Linked DNA regions of Rattus norvegicus: region 1 is linked to region 2. Evidence: chromatin contacts called from public Hi-C data. All regions are on one chromosome and are shown on one strand. Each heading gives the region's core, a stretch centred on a gene start, on an enhancer-like site or on the middle of the called end of the contact. The rest is flanking DNA. Distances are from core to core; before and after follow the strand shown.

What was found. Hi-C and Micro-C count contacts between places; a contact is called where the count stands out from the background.
Region 1: a contact with region 2 is called in a Hi-C map of the A7r5 cell line, with 4 times the contacts expected there. The contact joins two enhancer-like sites. A contact is called at or near these places in 2 of 12 Hi-C or Micro-C datasets (the A7r5 cell line and hepatocytes).

Annotation. Positions count from the first base shown.
Region 1 is chr4:172,364,552-172,369,219 of GRCr8, forward strand. No RefSeq gene overlaps it. Among named protein-coding and RNA genes, the nearest start is that of Strap, 10 kb to the right of the region's middle. Within about 2 kb of position 2,555, at least 5 of the 93 cell types and tissues checked have an H3K27ac peak or open chromatin away from gene starts, as enhancers often do. A contact at or near this core is called in the A7r5 cell line, where this site is marked.
Region 2 is chr4:172,164,699-172,168,674 of GRCr8, forward strand. It overlaps Eps8 (EGFR pathway substrate 8, signaling adaptor), which reads right to left. Exons shown (of 21, transcript NM_001376935.1): 9 at 1,399-1,472. Among named protein-coding and RNA genes, the nearest start is that of Eps8, 51 kb to the right of the region's middle. Within about 2 kb of position 2,198, at least 6 of the 93 cell types and tissues checked have an H3K27ac peak or open chromatin away from gene starts, as enhancers often do. A contact at or near this core is called in the A7r5 cell line, where this site is marked.

The sequences.
Region 1 (4,668 bases), core at 1,305-3,804, 200 kb after region 2:
TTCCAACTGGCCTCTTCCTCTCCTCTGAGAGTCACGAAGATCTGCATCTGGCCAGCTCTCCTAACCTCGTCCACTGCGGTCACTCCATGAAACCTCGGCAGATGTCGTGCTATCACCCCAATTGGAGTGTTCTCCATGCATGTAGCCATGTGGCTTATTTCTTTACTTCTTTCAAGACATCAATGTGAGTGCATCAGAAAAAGAGCCTGGAGCCATTTTCTTCTCCATTCCTCCTATAACCATATGTCAGATCATCCCCACTGGCTACCATCATGGAACGCAAGTGCCACACCAGTGAGGAGTTTCTAGGTTTCGCTCTCCCTAGTCTCCAAAACACTGCCACATAAGCAGTGGCACTCGGATACATAGATTTTTCAGCACAGAATAACGGTACATTTCTCTGAATCCCTCACCCAGGTGCGAGACAGGCTTGATCTTTCCACCTCAGGGCTCTGCGAATGTCTTGCTAAAAAAATAAACTGGTGTGGTTTACGAGGAAATCTAGAGTCTCTTCTGTTGTCTTTAAGCCCAGCCCTTTTAGTGCCATGTAGCAGTTAATGGCACAGATGGTATCGTTTTCAAGTTTTTGTTTGAGTCGATCAGGAAATCGTTATAACTAAAAGGCAAACAGCATTCGTGTGGGAGCTTGATGTGTGATCGGACGTTACTATGCTCTAAAAACTGAAGTGGCCCTTAATTCTTCGAGCATTGACACCACAGTTCTTACCTTGTAAATTTTTTCTCTTCTGGGTCTCTCGCTTTATTTTTCCCATTTCTACATGCAGAAGATGGGGACAGACATCCTCCTCATAGAGTGGTACTTCACGTGCAAGCAATGAGGGCTGCCCGTAGGAGGACTGCATGAGCCGAGATGACTAGTGTCAGGGACATTGTGGGTGAGGGATAACATGATGAGTGTAGAAGGGACAGGCCGGAAAAGATGGCCGAATGGTTAATAACACTTGCTCCGCAATCATGAGAACCTAAATTCACATCCTCAAACCCTCAAAAAGAAAAATCAGGGAGTCCCCACAAACACCTGTCACCACAGCTCTGGGCTACAGGTAGAAGACAGTAGGGTCTTTGGAACGTGATGGCTTCAACCTAGTTCATTCCAGTTCAAGAAAGAGATGACTTCAAAGGGGTAGGCAGAGAGTGATGGAGGAGGACACTCAAGTCCTTCTGGCCTCCACATGCATGCACAGGTAGGCACACACACGCATGCATATACACTCACACTGAGACATAAATAAATACATCTTAACATATTGTAAAAGTGGAAGTGAGAATAGTTGGGGGGAGGATTAGCTAGAGTGGGAAGCAGACAAGAGATGGTGCAGGGAGAGGGAATATGTTAGAAACACTCTATGCTCACATATGAACCATTGTATACTCATGTATGAAACACTGTATGCTCATGTATGAAGCACTGCATGCTCATGTATGAAATTGTCATAAGGGAACCCGTTATTATGCATATAATTCATGGATGCTAATAAAACACTTAAGCGTGAACTCTGAACCCAAGAAGAGAAATAAAATAAACTTTTTTTTTTGTTTTTTTGAGACAGGATTTCTCCGTGTGGCCTTGGCTGTCCTGGAACTTGCTTTATAGGCCAGGCTAGCCTCAAACTCACAGAGATCCTCCTGCCTCTGCCTCTCCAGCACTGTGATTAATGGCAGGCACCACCATAACCAGGCTTAGAAAATAAACACAAAAGCAGTTTGTTCTTAAATTATCTTATTTAAAAGCAAGATAAACCTTTTTTTCTTGCTTTTAAATCATTCACAGTATGCTGGACATGATTGAACAGGACTTTAGTCCCAGTACTTGGGAGGTAGAGGCAGGTGGCTCTCTGTGAGTCCAAGGACAGCCAGGATACCCTCATTTAATACAAGCTCTTAAAATTGGAGTTGGGTGTTTAATCCAGCAGTAGGGCCTGTGCTTCAGTGTGAGACTCTGGGATAGATCCCCAGCACAAAACAAACAAACAAACAAACAAACAAACAAACAAGAAAAGCAGAAAGGGGAAACAAAGCACTTAAATCTGGTTTTACAACTATTTCTAAGAAACATTATCAGATTTGGGAAATCATGAGCCATTTCACCATTTTGGGCTTTTAGGGGTAATCAGAAAATTATAAATAATGTATATTTTGTAGTCAGAAAATTTTTTAAAAAATTGCTAGGAGCGGGAGAGCTGGCTCAGTCGTTGAGAACACTTGCTCTTGAAAAGGATGTGGCTTTGGCTCCGAGCGCCCACATAAGGGTTCACAATTGTCTGTAACTCCAGTTCCAGGGACTCTGATGCCCTCTTCTGGCCTCTAGTGGCATGGCACCTATATCATGGTGCCCAGACGTAGATGAAATAAAAATACATAAATCTTTTTTAAAAAAAAATCTCTATGTGTTTATGTGTTCCTCTTTGATCAGCAGTGGCAACCCTTGGCATGTATCTCCAGTTCTAGGATCTAGACATTAGAAACACCTCTCACATTTTTAAAGCCAAAGGCTAGTTGACTTGACAGAAAGCCAGCTCTGCGTCTCCCAGCTCTGATTCATCCCTGGGTCTTGTTTAATCACCAAGTGGATGCAGTGCTCCGAGCATCGTCCAACCAAACTAACAAAGAGAAGGAGCGCTGCTGACAAGCAATGGTCAGACCTGGAAAGGAGAAAACAGCTCTAGAGACCATTCATGACTTCGTTGATGCTTATCAAATGCTAGATGCAAAAACTTCGGGAAATGGGAACGCCGAACCCCACCCCCCCTCCCCAGAAAGGTTTTCTCCGTGTAGCCCTGGCTGTCCTGGAACTCACTATGCAAAACAGGCTGACCTCAAACTCACCGATCCATCTGCCTCTGCGTCCCACCTGCTGGGATTAAAGGCGTGGGCCACTATGCCCAGGTGGCAACGCCGATTTCTAAACATCCTTCTAATAGTTGAAGCGATAGCTCAGCACTAACCACACTCAGCGCTCTTCTAGAGAGCCTGACTTCTGTACCCAGCATCCAACTCTCACAGCATCCGGGAACTCCAGCTCTAAGGGCTATGGTACGTTCTTCTTGTGGGCACCCGTACTCGTGCATACATTAACAGAGAGACATATGCATGACTAAATATTAAAAATTAAAGTGTATTTCCAAACAATTGATTGTCCTGTGAATTCTGAGGGGTATTCATTGGTAATATCCACGAATACGTTATTTCAGAGACAGTGCAGAATCACTAGACACAGACATGTGCCATGACGACATTTCTCAAACGCACGCCTTTCTCCCTACCATCTTCTGACCTTTGGAAATTTGACTCAACTTGACCCTTCAGGTTTCTGCCAATATGGAACCGCATGCGTAGGAGGGTATCAGTGACCTAAACCTTGAATTTATCCACTTAGACAAAGTAATCATGTTGTGGTTATCACCTGAGAGCCTAAATCAACAAGAAAAACAAACAAGGATTCCAGGAGGAAGGAAATTGCTGCCACTTTCTAAGCGGCTTTTGGGCCAAATTAGATAAAAGTAATTGGTATCAATAAACAAGACGTGTTTATGAAAGGTTCATTTGAATTCTAATCGTTCCAATGACATTTTATTGTACATTTAAAATTTTCTAAATGCCAACAAGACATTATAATTTGTTAGTTGAAAAATGAAAGTATTTGTGTAAATGACGCACCATCTCTACAAGGTTGGCCTTGGCATTTTGTGTAATAGATGTTGGACGACCGCCATCTAGTGGCTAAACGAAAATTCACTTTCGTTCCTGTAAAATTTTCTTCCTAAGGTAGCATTTCTCACGATGCCATTACCTAATCAAACACTCCAGGAGTCAAGCACATTCAGATGCAGTAACACGGTGTTTTAAAAATATTTAAATAGTTTATGCTTGTTCCTGTCTGAAGGTGTGATGTATGTTGTAGAAAATGTCAAAAACATAGAAAAATACAAAATTTATAACCCTGTCATTAACGACTCCCCTTATAGCATTGTAATGAATTCACTGGGCCTTTTTTCATATGAATTCACATTTTCATGTAATTGACATCATAAAATATTTGGCTTTAGGTACTACTTTAAAGTTTTAATGCTATATTATATGTTTAAAACTATATTTAAAGTATGCTAAAGTTTGAGTGAGTTTGTTTAACCTGGGTCATAAAATATAGTTATGTGGGAGTAGGTGGCACTATCATTTATTCAGGAAATTAGAAGTAACTAAGTGCTGTTGGGAAATGAGTTTAGAACTTTACAGATCCAGGAGAGTGGCTGGGAAAACAATCCGAACTTGGGAGGCCAAGGCAGGAGGATTGCAATGAGTTCCAATGTCAGTCTAGAATACATAGAGAAGCTCTGTCCAGCCAGGGCTCCAGAGTGAGACCCTGTCTCACTCAAAAGCAAACCAAGAAAACTGAAGGAGCACGGAAGTGCCAGCCAGTCACACCACTGACAGGATCACTGGAAATCAGGGTACTAGACTGACCTCCCGCAGTAGTCACGAGCCACAAAATTGTAACAGAATAATTCCATACTGGAGTTCATGTTGAAACAATAGCTTTTGAATATCATTCTACTTTTGAACGGTTTCAAGCGGGTTTTAAAACTGCTCTTTCTGGGTGTCCTGGTATTCGCTCTTGATTCTAACACTTGGGAGGCAGGCGCAGGAGTG
Region 2 (3,976 bases), core at 948-3,447:
AACACACACACAGAGGAGAGAGAGAAAGAGAGAGAGAGAACACACACACACAGAGGGAGAGAACACAGAGAGAGAGAGAGAGAGAGAGAGAGAGAGAGAGAGAAAGAGAGAGAGAACACACACACAGAGGGGGGAGGGGGAGAGGAGGGGGAGGGAGAGAGAGAGAGAGAGAACACACACACACACACACTCAAAATCGATTAAGAATGGGCTGGAGAGATGGCTCAGTGGTTAAGAGCACCGACTGCTCTCCCACTGAGCAGGGACTGAGTTAGGCAGATCCCAGGCCCCAGTAAGCACATGGTGGCTCACAACCTTCTGGGATGGGATGCTCTCTTCTGAAATGTCTGAAGACAACTACAGAATACTCTTTTTTAAAAAAGAACTACTCGCAGTCCTGATTCTAATATGCCCTTATTTTGAAAAGTGAAAATCTTTTAAAAATTAATTCTAAATGTCAGACTCCTTTCAGTGATTTTTTTTCCCAAAAGAACCTGGGAATGTGTATAGTTTAAAAGGTAAATAAATCACACACTTAAAATGTGACAGACATAGCCATTAACTGTCAATTACCCCTGCAAGTTAATTGCTCTAAAGAAGCGGCAATAAATACAGCATTCTTCTTTATAAAGCATTAATATTTACACTTTAAATGTCACTTAACTTCTCCTTTTAAGGTATTCTAAAGTATGTTTTCTATTTTCATGAGGGTGTGGTGTGTGTGCGTGTGAGTGTGTATGTCCTCATTTGCATGTGAGTGGGCACATGTGTGAAGAGGTGCCTGCAGCTTCCCTTGCCTGTAGGTGTGTGTGTGCACATGTGTGTACCTGTGCAGACCAAGTACGGATGTCCTGAATCATCCTAGTTCCTCTCCCACCTTCAACAAATAAGGCAGAGCCGCTCAGTGGAACCTAGGACTTGCTTCTCTAATGGTTACTCTTCTAGCTAGTGATGGGCTGCCAACAGCCATCTACTCTAGGGGTGTGAACTCCAGCCTCCAAACTTTTGATGCAAGCCCTGCAAACACTGAGCCATCTCTCCAGCTGTAAAATATCTTAATAAACCAAAATGAGCAAACATTAAATGGTCTGTGTCTATGAATCACAGACCATTAAAAAAAAAGCAAAACCAGACAATTGGTTTCCAGGTTCTTGGAAGTTCGGGTTCATGCCCTCTGCAACCTGGCCGAGTTGCCAGCGCTCTGTAGGAGGTAACATCAAGCTAAATACTAGGAAGGACGGACAAGGGGTTAAGCGAAAATTCAATTTTCAATACTGAACGCTGGGAAGAGGAAAATATAAATTTTGCGGACATTTTTGCCAATCCCGATGCCTTTGTTTCCCCCTCCTCACAAAGCAGAAGGGACCATGAGCTAAACCGGATTCGGGCAGCACTCACCACATCCCTGTCAATCCGGGCTGCCATCATCTCGGGCGTCTCCTCTTGCTCGTGGTACTGCCGGGGCTTCTCGACTGAAAAGAAAGGAGAATTGTGAGACTTTCTACGTTTGTTAATATCAATACAGAAATGAACATGAGAGACGATGAGGGAGGAATTCCAGTTGCTGATCGGGGAGTTCGCTGGAACAAACAAGTCAAGGTGATACTTCGTGGCCCCTGAGTATGTCCTGCCACGGGTACCAGGAGCACTGGGCACAGCTGGTGATTGGCCTGCCCACATATCTAAGGTTCTAACCAGCTATGCCCCCTCCTTCCTGGAGGTAGTTATGTCCAGCAAGCCTTAGGAACCCCTTGTCTTCCCCCTCCTGAGCTTGAATTACAGACACTCACCATTATACCTGGGCATTGGGAATGGGATTTAGCTTCTCATGCTGATGTGGCAAGCACTGTACCAACTGAACCGTCTTCACAGCCTGGGTTGCTGGTCCCCCCACATTCCAACCCTGTGACTACCACAAAAGCGTTGCAGCTCTGAGAGTACAGTGATTTCTCAATGGCCGTTGTAAGTCAGCATAAAACCCACAAGCCTTTGGATCACTGCGCTTAAATCATATGACTCGAGATAAAACACTGAATACGCGTCTCAGAGGCGTTCGCGATGTCAAGAAAGCTCCATTGTGAGTGCTAATCATGAGACCTCCATCACAGATGCCTTCCTGAGGTGAGTCAGTCAGCACTATGGTAACATGGACAGCTGGGGCAATGTGTTTCAGAGTACATTAAGCGAAAAGGCATATGGCTTGGGCAGGAGCACTAGATCACAAGGAGTGGAGGGAGAACTCATGATACATCATCATGACTCATGAGGCTTAATGCGGAGAACTGCCGAAACATACTGGCCACTCGGAATCCCAATTTCTCCTTCATGCTAACACTGGCCAGACATGGAACGCACGGGAAGAGAAAAGGGAATTGCTGGGCCACACAAAACTACATTTTTAACTCTAACTATTCAAGCTCATTAATCTGCATGAACAAAGCTTGACGGTTAGGGGCCGTTTTACAAGTGGCTGCTGCCTTCGTGGTACAGTGGTACCATGGAAGGCAGGGAAGTCAACTTGAAACCGCCATTAGGAACTCCAAAGGGGGTCACTCTGGAAGCTGAGGCAGGGGTGACCAGGCTAGCCTTGGCTACATACTGATGCCCCACAACATCCAGGGCTACACAGAAGGCTATGTCTCACAGAAGGAATCGGTGTCTCCGAGAGACCCCACAACATTGTCTGGGGCAAAGTGAGTTGGGGTCCCGGGAACTACTGCCACCATTTTGCTGAACTCACTTTTGGAAGACAGGGTTACTACATGTCAGAGTTCTCTGGGGCTATAGTCAGAGTTGATGAAACCTCAGAGGGAGCAGAGGGAGCCTCCTTTAGGACACCCCCAACTGAGACTCTCTGGCACTCACACAGAACTTTGTATACCAGGTCTTGAGTTCTGTCTGAACAATTAGAAAGCTAGAAGTCTATGTCACTGTAATTGTAACGGATGGCAATGCCAGGAACATTTTACACAAAATCTAGTAAGAGCTCAGGAATACCTGAGTATAAATTCTTTTATTGTACAACTGTATTAATTTCATATGCATTCCTACAACTCTATTGAGGATCTCTTTAACTTAATATGTCTTCTCCTCATGTCAAGTCAGTGTTAATATGTCTTCTCCTCAAGTCATGTCAGTGTTGACATCTCTCCAACACATACACAAAAGACAACAATAGCGGCGACTATCCAAACCCCCTCCACCAGAACGATACCAAGGAAACCTACCTTGGTGTCACGATAAGCACAGATCACTATAAATCCTAGTCTTTTAAAAACCATGGTATTTACAGAGATAACTGGTTGAGACTGATGTAATTCCCAAAGCAAAAGCCATCAATGCTCTTTGACAGTGAGTCTTACGTCCCTGGGCTGACTGTGATCATAGTATGAGTGGCTTCTGCAGTCACAGAAAGCTGCGTGTTGTTGTACCCACTTTACGGTTAAGGTCAAAGCATGGAAAAAGATGACCTTCCACGGTCACATGGATAAGCAGAGCCAGCTCTTATTTCAGGTATCAAGTTTTAGCCCATGGGATTGAGAGTAACCATCACTAAAGACATCATGAGCTTCAGTCATACAGCACAGAAAAACCCAGCTCAAGTGACTTCCCTACCTGTAGAATGTATAGTTCCAGACAGGTGCCATTCAGGGTGTTAGGGGAGAGAAATTGAAAACAGTCTTGCCAGCGGTGAATCTATGAGTCACAGTGACCAATGTGACACCTAGCGTATTAGTCACGTCGACGTCACGCAGGTAGCCAGTCAGAAATGACTTCCATCCTCATAGAGTATCTACTAAATGGCTGGCATGAATTCTCATGGACAACCACCTTAACAGCAGTCCAGACTTAACTTTATAACCTCTAAGATTTAGCTCTTTAACGTGAACTCTGACCTAGAAATGAGCATGAGGATCTGAAAGGGTGAAAGACAGCATAACCCGAAGTGGATCCTCAGAAGGGTGAGGTCTGGGTA